Regions from separate parts of the Hordeum vulgare genome. Here region 2 is linked to region 1. Evidence: chromatin contacts called from public Hi-C data. All regions are on one chromosome and are shown on one strand. Each heading gives the region's core, a stretch centred on a gene start, on an enhancer-like site or on the middle of the called end of the contact. The rest is flanking DNA. Distances are from core to core; before and after follow the strand shown.

What was found. A called contact is a pair of places that touch in the nucleus more often than the background predicts.
Region 2: a Hi-C map of leaf shows a contact between it and region 1, with 5 times the contacts expected there. The contact joins the promoter of LOC123444468 here to the promoter of LOC123444465 in region 1. A contact is called at or near these places in 4 of 6 Hi-C or Micro-C datasets (leaf and seedling) and 1 of 1 datasets of contacts at active chromatin or transcription factors (embryo).

The regions. Positions count from the first base shown.
Region 1 is chr3H:496,426,874-496,430,069 of MorexV3_pseudomolecules_assembly, forward strand. It overlaps LOC123444465 (protein CURVATURE THYLAKOID 1C, chloroplastic-like), which reads left to right and starts at 1,720. Exons shown (of 6, transcript XM_045121176.1): 1 at 1,720-2,013; 2 at 2,105-2,196. The coding sequence starts at 1,893.
Region 2 is chr3H:496,644,915-496,648,226 of MorexV3_pseudomolecules_assembly, forward strand. LOC123444468 (probable CoA ligase CCL8) reads left to right here and starts at 2,022. Exons shown (of 17, transcript XM_045121181.1): 1 at 2,022-2,235. The coding sequence starts at 2,037.

The DNA of each region.
Region 1 (3,196 bases), core at 470-2,969:
GAATTCAACAATATAACCAGCACCTAAAGCATTCCTTTCATTATCTACAAGCATAGAAATTTTACTACTCTCCACAATAGCAAGTTTATCCTCATGATTAATAGTGGGAGTATCGTAAAAGACTTGAGCACTACAAATTGTTTCCACATTAAAAGAGTGATGTTCAGTGAAAGGATACTAAAGAGTATGGAAATTTTTATCATCCCTCTTCTTTATAGCATAAGTATCATCACAATAATCATCATAAATAGGGGGCATGCTTTCATCATAATAAATTTGATCATTCAAAGTGGGGGAACTAAAAATATCATCTTCATCAAACATAGCATCCCCAAGCTTGTAGCTTTGCATATCATTAGCATCATGGATATTCAAAGTATTCATACTAACAACATTGCAATCATGCTCATCATTCAAATATTTTATGCCAAGCATTCTATGTAATTCTTCTTCTAGCACTTGAGCACAATTTTCATTTCCTTCATTTTCACGAAAGACATTAAAAAGATGAAGCATATGAGGTAACCTTAATTCCATTTTTTTTTGTAGTTTTCTATTAATAAACTAAACTAGTGATAAAACAAGAAACTAAAAGATTCAATTGCAGGATCTAAAGATATACCTTCAAGCGCTAACCTCCCTGGCAACGGCGCCAGAAAAGAGCTTGATGTCTACTACGCAACCTTCTCCTTGTAGACGTTGTTGGGCCTCCAAGTGCAAAGGTTTGTAGGACAGTAGCAATTTTCCCTCAAGTGGGTGACCTAAGGTTTATCAATCCGCGGGAGGCGTAGGATGAAGATGGTCTCTCTCAAGCAACCCTGCAACCAAATAACAAAGAGTCTCTTGTGTCCCCAACACACCCAATACAATGATAAGTTCTATAGGTGCACTAGTTCGGCGAAGAGATGGTGATACAAGTGCAATATAGATAGTAGATATAGTTTTTTGTAATCTGAAAATATAAAACAGCAAGGTAATTAATAGTAAAAGTGAGCACAAACGGTATTGCAATGCGTGGAAAGAAGGCCTAGGGTTCATACTTTCACTGGTGGAAGTTCTCTCAACAATGATAACATAATTGGATCATATAACTAGCCCTCACATCTGCTTCATGCGAACTGCCTATGTCGTTACTTTTGTTGTTGTTGTTGTCGGCGACTCTGTTCCGTTCAACGCGTACACCGTTGACGAGAGAGCGGGCCTCTGAAACCCCTTCTCTCTGGATCCTATACAGAAGAGAGGTGATTAGGTTTCTCGGAGCGACTACACGACTGCTTCCCTTCCTTCAACTACTTCCTTTACGTGTGTGTTGCCTTCGTCATTATCATGTCTTCGCTAACCGACGTTGACCGTGTCGCCACCAAGAAGCTCGAAGCCGACAAGAAGATGGCCAAGGAGGCTGTCGCGGCTACGGGCAAGTGGCCTATTGAAGGGTATAACACGTTTATCCTGCTTCTGTTAATTTTTGTTTTAACGGTACTAGCTATATGCATAGATGTTTCTACTATATGTGTACTACATTAGTCTCATTCATGTATGTTGTTAGTAATCTTGTTAATTCATGATCATGATTATTTCCTCAATTAATTTAATCAAAACTTACATATTTACTCAGCAACAACAACTTCCTGCAAAGACTTTGAGCAGTACAACTTCTTTCTGAATGGAAAATGGAGTAGTACAGCAGCAGCACTGCTGACCATGAAAAAAAGACAGAAAAAAGGGGCAATCTGCAAACCTGCCATCTGATGGAGTGTTAGTGGACAAGCGAGCTCGCGCTCACATCCGCTGCTGCAGACGACGGCCAAACAGTAGTTTCTCCACGCATCGTCCGCCGGACACGCCTCGCAGCTCCATCGCCAACAATCCCAAGGCGGGGGATCTAGCCAGCCATGATGGCATGTGCCCTCTCCATCGCCCAGCCCACAGCCCTCGCGCGGTGCGGCGGCGGCGGCAGCAGCAGCCAGAGCGTCCCCAGGGGTCTCCCGAAGCTGCGAAGCCCCACGGTTTCAGGTAATTCATTTGTAGCAACCACCGTGCTCCCGATGCGAAATTCATCGCGTCGTCGTGGTTCACTGCGTGCTCTGCAATGTGCCACGCGCAGGCAGGATGGGAAGTCGCGCTGTCGTTGCCAGGGCTGCGCAGGACAGTTCAGGAGCCTCCACCAGGAGTGTCGTGAAATACGTCAAGAGTTCCGTGAGTCTCCTCCCGACTGTCGCTATGATAGTATGATACAGTATGACGTTGCAATTTGCCAGTAGGTTCCCTAGCAAAATTCTGATTTCGCATCAATGATTTATCAAATGCTATCCAACCAACGCTCGCTGCAGGTGCATGGCAAAACGAACGTTTTTCGCGGCAATTTATGTTGCCGGAACATGGCAGTTCCTTCAAACTAACGGCAATTCTTGGAGCAAAATCCTTTGTTGCCACAAATTGCCATGTGTTTCTGAAGAAATTGCCATGGCTGTTCCGAAGAATTTTCCATAAAAACGTTCACAAATGCCATCCCTCCTAGCAAACGTTCGCTGGCCAATGGGGTCCTAAATTTTATTTACTCCCGTTGAGAAAGGAAAATAAGGTTGTAACTTTGTGCTGTAGAGCGGCATTATTACTTCCTGATTTCCAGTACATCAGCCCAAAATGCTTGGTTTTGTATGTGATGTCCTCATGGTGCATTGATCTTATTACTAGACCGTCATTCATATCGGTTAACATATCACATGCTATGCTACTGTCTCCCATTGGCAGGGATCAGCACTCCTGCACCTTCACACGATATAGATAGGATCATGCACAAATCCAATTGATAGCTCTGAAGATAACCTGCAAAAAGAAGATAACACTATCATTCTATCAATTTCAGACCACACATGGATTAGAGCATTTAGCTTAGGATGAATCCGCAAGAACTAGTTACTCATGCGTTATATCCGAAGGTGGGGTAAATTATACGCTGCATGAAGAGAACAGCAGAGAAGAGTAGCAAACAGATAAGGTGGTGTAGTTTTTTATCATTGCTACTAGTTATCATTGCTAGTTTGTTACAAAAACAACACATTTTAGGCCTTTGCGAGCTGCGTTTGGCTAGTTTTTTTTTTTTGTTTTGTTAAGATCACTCCTTTGTCCAAGTACCGCATAAATTCTTTGATTTTAGCCAGGAGTGTTAGTTTCCAAATGCAGTTCCGATGGAAGA
Region 2 (3,312 bases), core at 772-3,271, 220 kb after region 1:
GGCCATTTGGCTAGGTATGATGGCCATGCACTTTACAATTTCTAAGAACAAATCTTAAAAAAAACTGAATATGAAACAAGGTATGATTTTTTTTTGTCTAAGTCGATTTCTGCTTCGCACGGATGACGGGAGGAGCGGAGTGACAAGCGTAAGCCATGTCGAGGCTGATCCAAGCCCTCACCAAAGCCGACGAAGAAACTTAAGGGCGTGGGGTCATTGAGGTTTCTTTACGACGACGACAAGCAACGATGGGTGAGGGAGGGCGAGCCAGTGCGGGTCAACGCCCACCGAGCGTTGGGAGGAGGGCGGGGGGAGACAGACGGATGTGGCATGGTCGGATGGGGACGCGTGGAAGAAAAAAAGATAGGACAAAGATGAACAATATGCAATCTAATTTTGATCGGTGGATAAAAATCTGATGGTCCTAATGAAAAGTTTGACGCAAAGCTTTTTTCAGATGCCGACTAATAGACGCTCCTTTTATGATTTTGTTTACCACGTAGGAAAATTTGTGAGGTTTCCTCATAAATTTGGTTGTGGGATCAAATTATATATTGAATTGTCATTTTCTTCAAATGAAAATGTCATGAATTCACACGCCACAATATTATCAGTACTCCCTTCCTTCTTAAATATAAGTCATTTTAAATTTTTTACTACACAGTACATACAAAACAAAATGAGTGAATCTATAACCTAAAATACGTCAGCGTTTAAAATATAAATCTATTGATGGAAAATTATGCTGGGGTGTTGATGTCGTTTAAAGAAAAAGAAGAACACACAGCTATGGTGAAGGTAAACCTTTTGGGTCTTATTTTTGGTATAGTATACATAGGATAGAAATATCACATAAATAGAAAAGATTTAGAAAATTATATGGCATTTTATAAAATAAGATGTCATTTGGTTCATAGGACAAGGTTTTTTCATTAGACCTGAACTAATTTTTTATTCTTTTGATTAAAATGTAAAAGACATGAACGAATCCTACACAAGAATAGGAACTCATTTTCACAAACCAGAAGGCTCAACTTTCCCCCCTATACAGGAATCATACCCTATAGAATTTCTATAAATTTTTGCTGAATCAAAGGAGGCCTTGTTCGTTTTATTGAAAAGGAAAAACCCTTATTTGCTCCTCCCCATCAGAAATGCCGCGCGCGGAAGAATGAAATCGAAACACTTGAACATCTGAACGCCAATGAGTGGCGCGGGAACGGCGAGGCTATGGGCGGTGATGCAGGATCGCTGGTGGGCTTGGCGGCGTCGCTGCGTTGGGAACGTGGGTGAGTCGGGTGGGTTGGTATGGCGTCGGGGACGTGGGCCGCATGTGCGAGTCTGGAACGTGGGATTACCGTTAACGAAGGTAATTTCGTTAACAACGATTTTATACCGTTGATTTTGTGATTAAGCGTTCCAGATTTTAAGTTGGATCTATCTCTTCATGCTTTTTATAGTACAGAAGAGAAAACCCTTATTTGCTCCCGCCCTTCAGAAATGAAGAATAAAATCGAAACATTTGAACATCTGAACACCAATGTTAAGGTCGGAAGACATTGTATTGCACGTCATTGTGCACACTGCCCCATATCTACTCCCTCCGCTCCTAAATATAAGTCTTTAAAAAGATTTCATTAGTGAACTATATATGGATGTATATAGATATACTTTACAGGGTAGATTCATTCATTTTGCTCGGTACGTGGACGGAGCAAGTATCTTGTAAGAGGTGCCCTCGTGACGCGTCAGTTAGAACGGAACCCATCATCGATCAGCGCAGCGGTTGTGCACGGAAGCAGTACCCCGACGTGGTGTTCGCCCAGGTGGAGTCAGCAAGACCCGCCGACGGCACCGAACAAGACTCAACTCAACACCGGAGAAGGGGGCGCCACGTGGACACCCCGCGAGCGGCACCAGCGTCCGCCGCCAGCAGCACAGCGACCCACGCCGTGCGCCGTCCCCTCCCACCCACCCGGCACGAGCAACCTCGTAGGACACGCCCCACGGCCACACCTACCCTGGACAGCCCGTAAATGCTTGCGCAGGCGTGGGCGCGCGGGGGAGCGGTGGCGCCCTTGATGACGCCATTCAATTGCCCCTCGGCCCACGCCTCCTCCCCCCACCTGCTGCTGCCGCGGCTGCTGCTGCTGCTCTCCTCCTCCTCTTATAGCCTCCTCCCCTCCCGCCTCCGACGCCACTTCGCCTCGGACGCCTCCCCCTCCCCAGCCTCAGGTCAGCTCCTCCCTCCGTCCTTCCTCCCCCTCCCAGCCCTCCTTCCGCTTCGCTTTTCGCTTTTCGCGCCAGGTGTTCGTCGTTTTGCCTCAGCCGCGCGCGTCGCAAAGCTGTCCTGAATTGCCGTCGGCGGTCCCTCGCCGTCGACTCGGTGCGGGCTAGCTTCGCTGGTTCCGCGCCGACGCTGATCCGCGCGCTGCTCTTTCCTGCTCTGATTTGGCCGAACCGAAGGTGTCCGCCATTGAGCTTCATCGGATTTTGGGCGCAGAGAGGGGAGAGTAGTAGCAGTAGCCACCGATTCACGCGGTGGTCCCTTCTTCACGTTTCTAATTTTGACGCTACGGCAAGGAATTCGGTGTACGTGTGATCAAATTCGAGCATGATAAGTTCGTCAGTGATCACTGGAGCTGTTTCTCAAAAGAAAAAAGAAAAAGAAGTGATCGCCGGAGCTCTTGCGATGGCAGTACGGATGAATAGTCCTAAGAGCATCTCCAACAGGCGCCCAAAAACTGCTCCGCGCGCTAAAAGATTCGTTTTTTGGGCGCCGGACTGCTCCAGCAGAAGCTGCAAAACGCTGCGCGCGCTAAAAACTTCTGGGCGCGCGCTTAAAAATGCTATCGCGCGCAACATATTTGGTGCGCCGGCTTGCGCGCGCAGCAAACTCTGAGCGGCTGCAGATGGGACCGCTGGATCGGACTGGATTGGGCGCCGCACTAGCGCGCGTCTGTTGGAGATGCTCCGGTCGCCGCGCTTCAAAACTGTTACAGTGACACGCTAAAAAATTTATTGGGCGCGGATTTTTTGCGCTGCCGTTGGAGATGCTCTAAGGGGATTCCGAACCTGCCTCTTGGGCCTCACGATGTCACGCTCTCTCTAGAACTATGCAACATTGATTGTGAAGCTAGTACTGCTCGCATGGCTAGAGTTTAGAGGTCCAATTAATGATGAAACGGTGAGGTGCTAAATAGGACAACATGATAAAAATATGCATTGTACTTACATTCTGATAAGAGCTGGAAAGGCTAAACGACTTACATGGTAAATCAGGAGTAGTCAACTAGTTATAATTGTGCACCC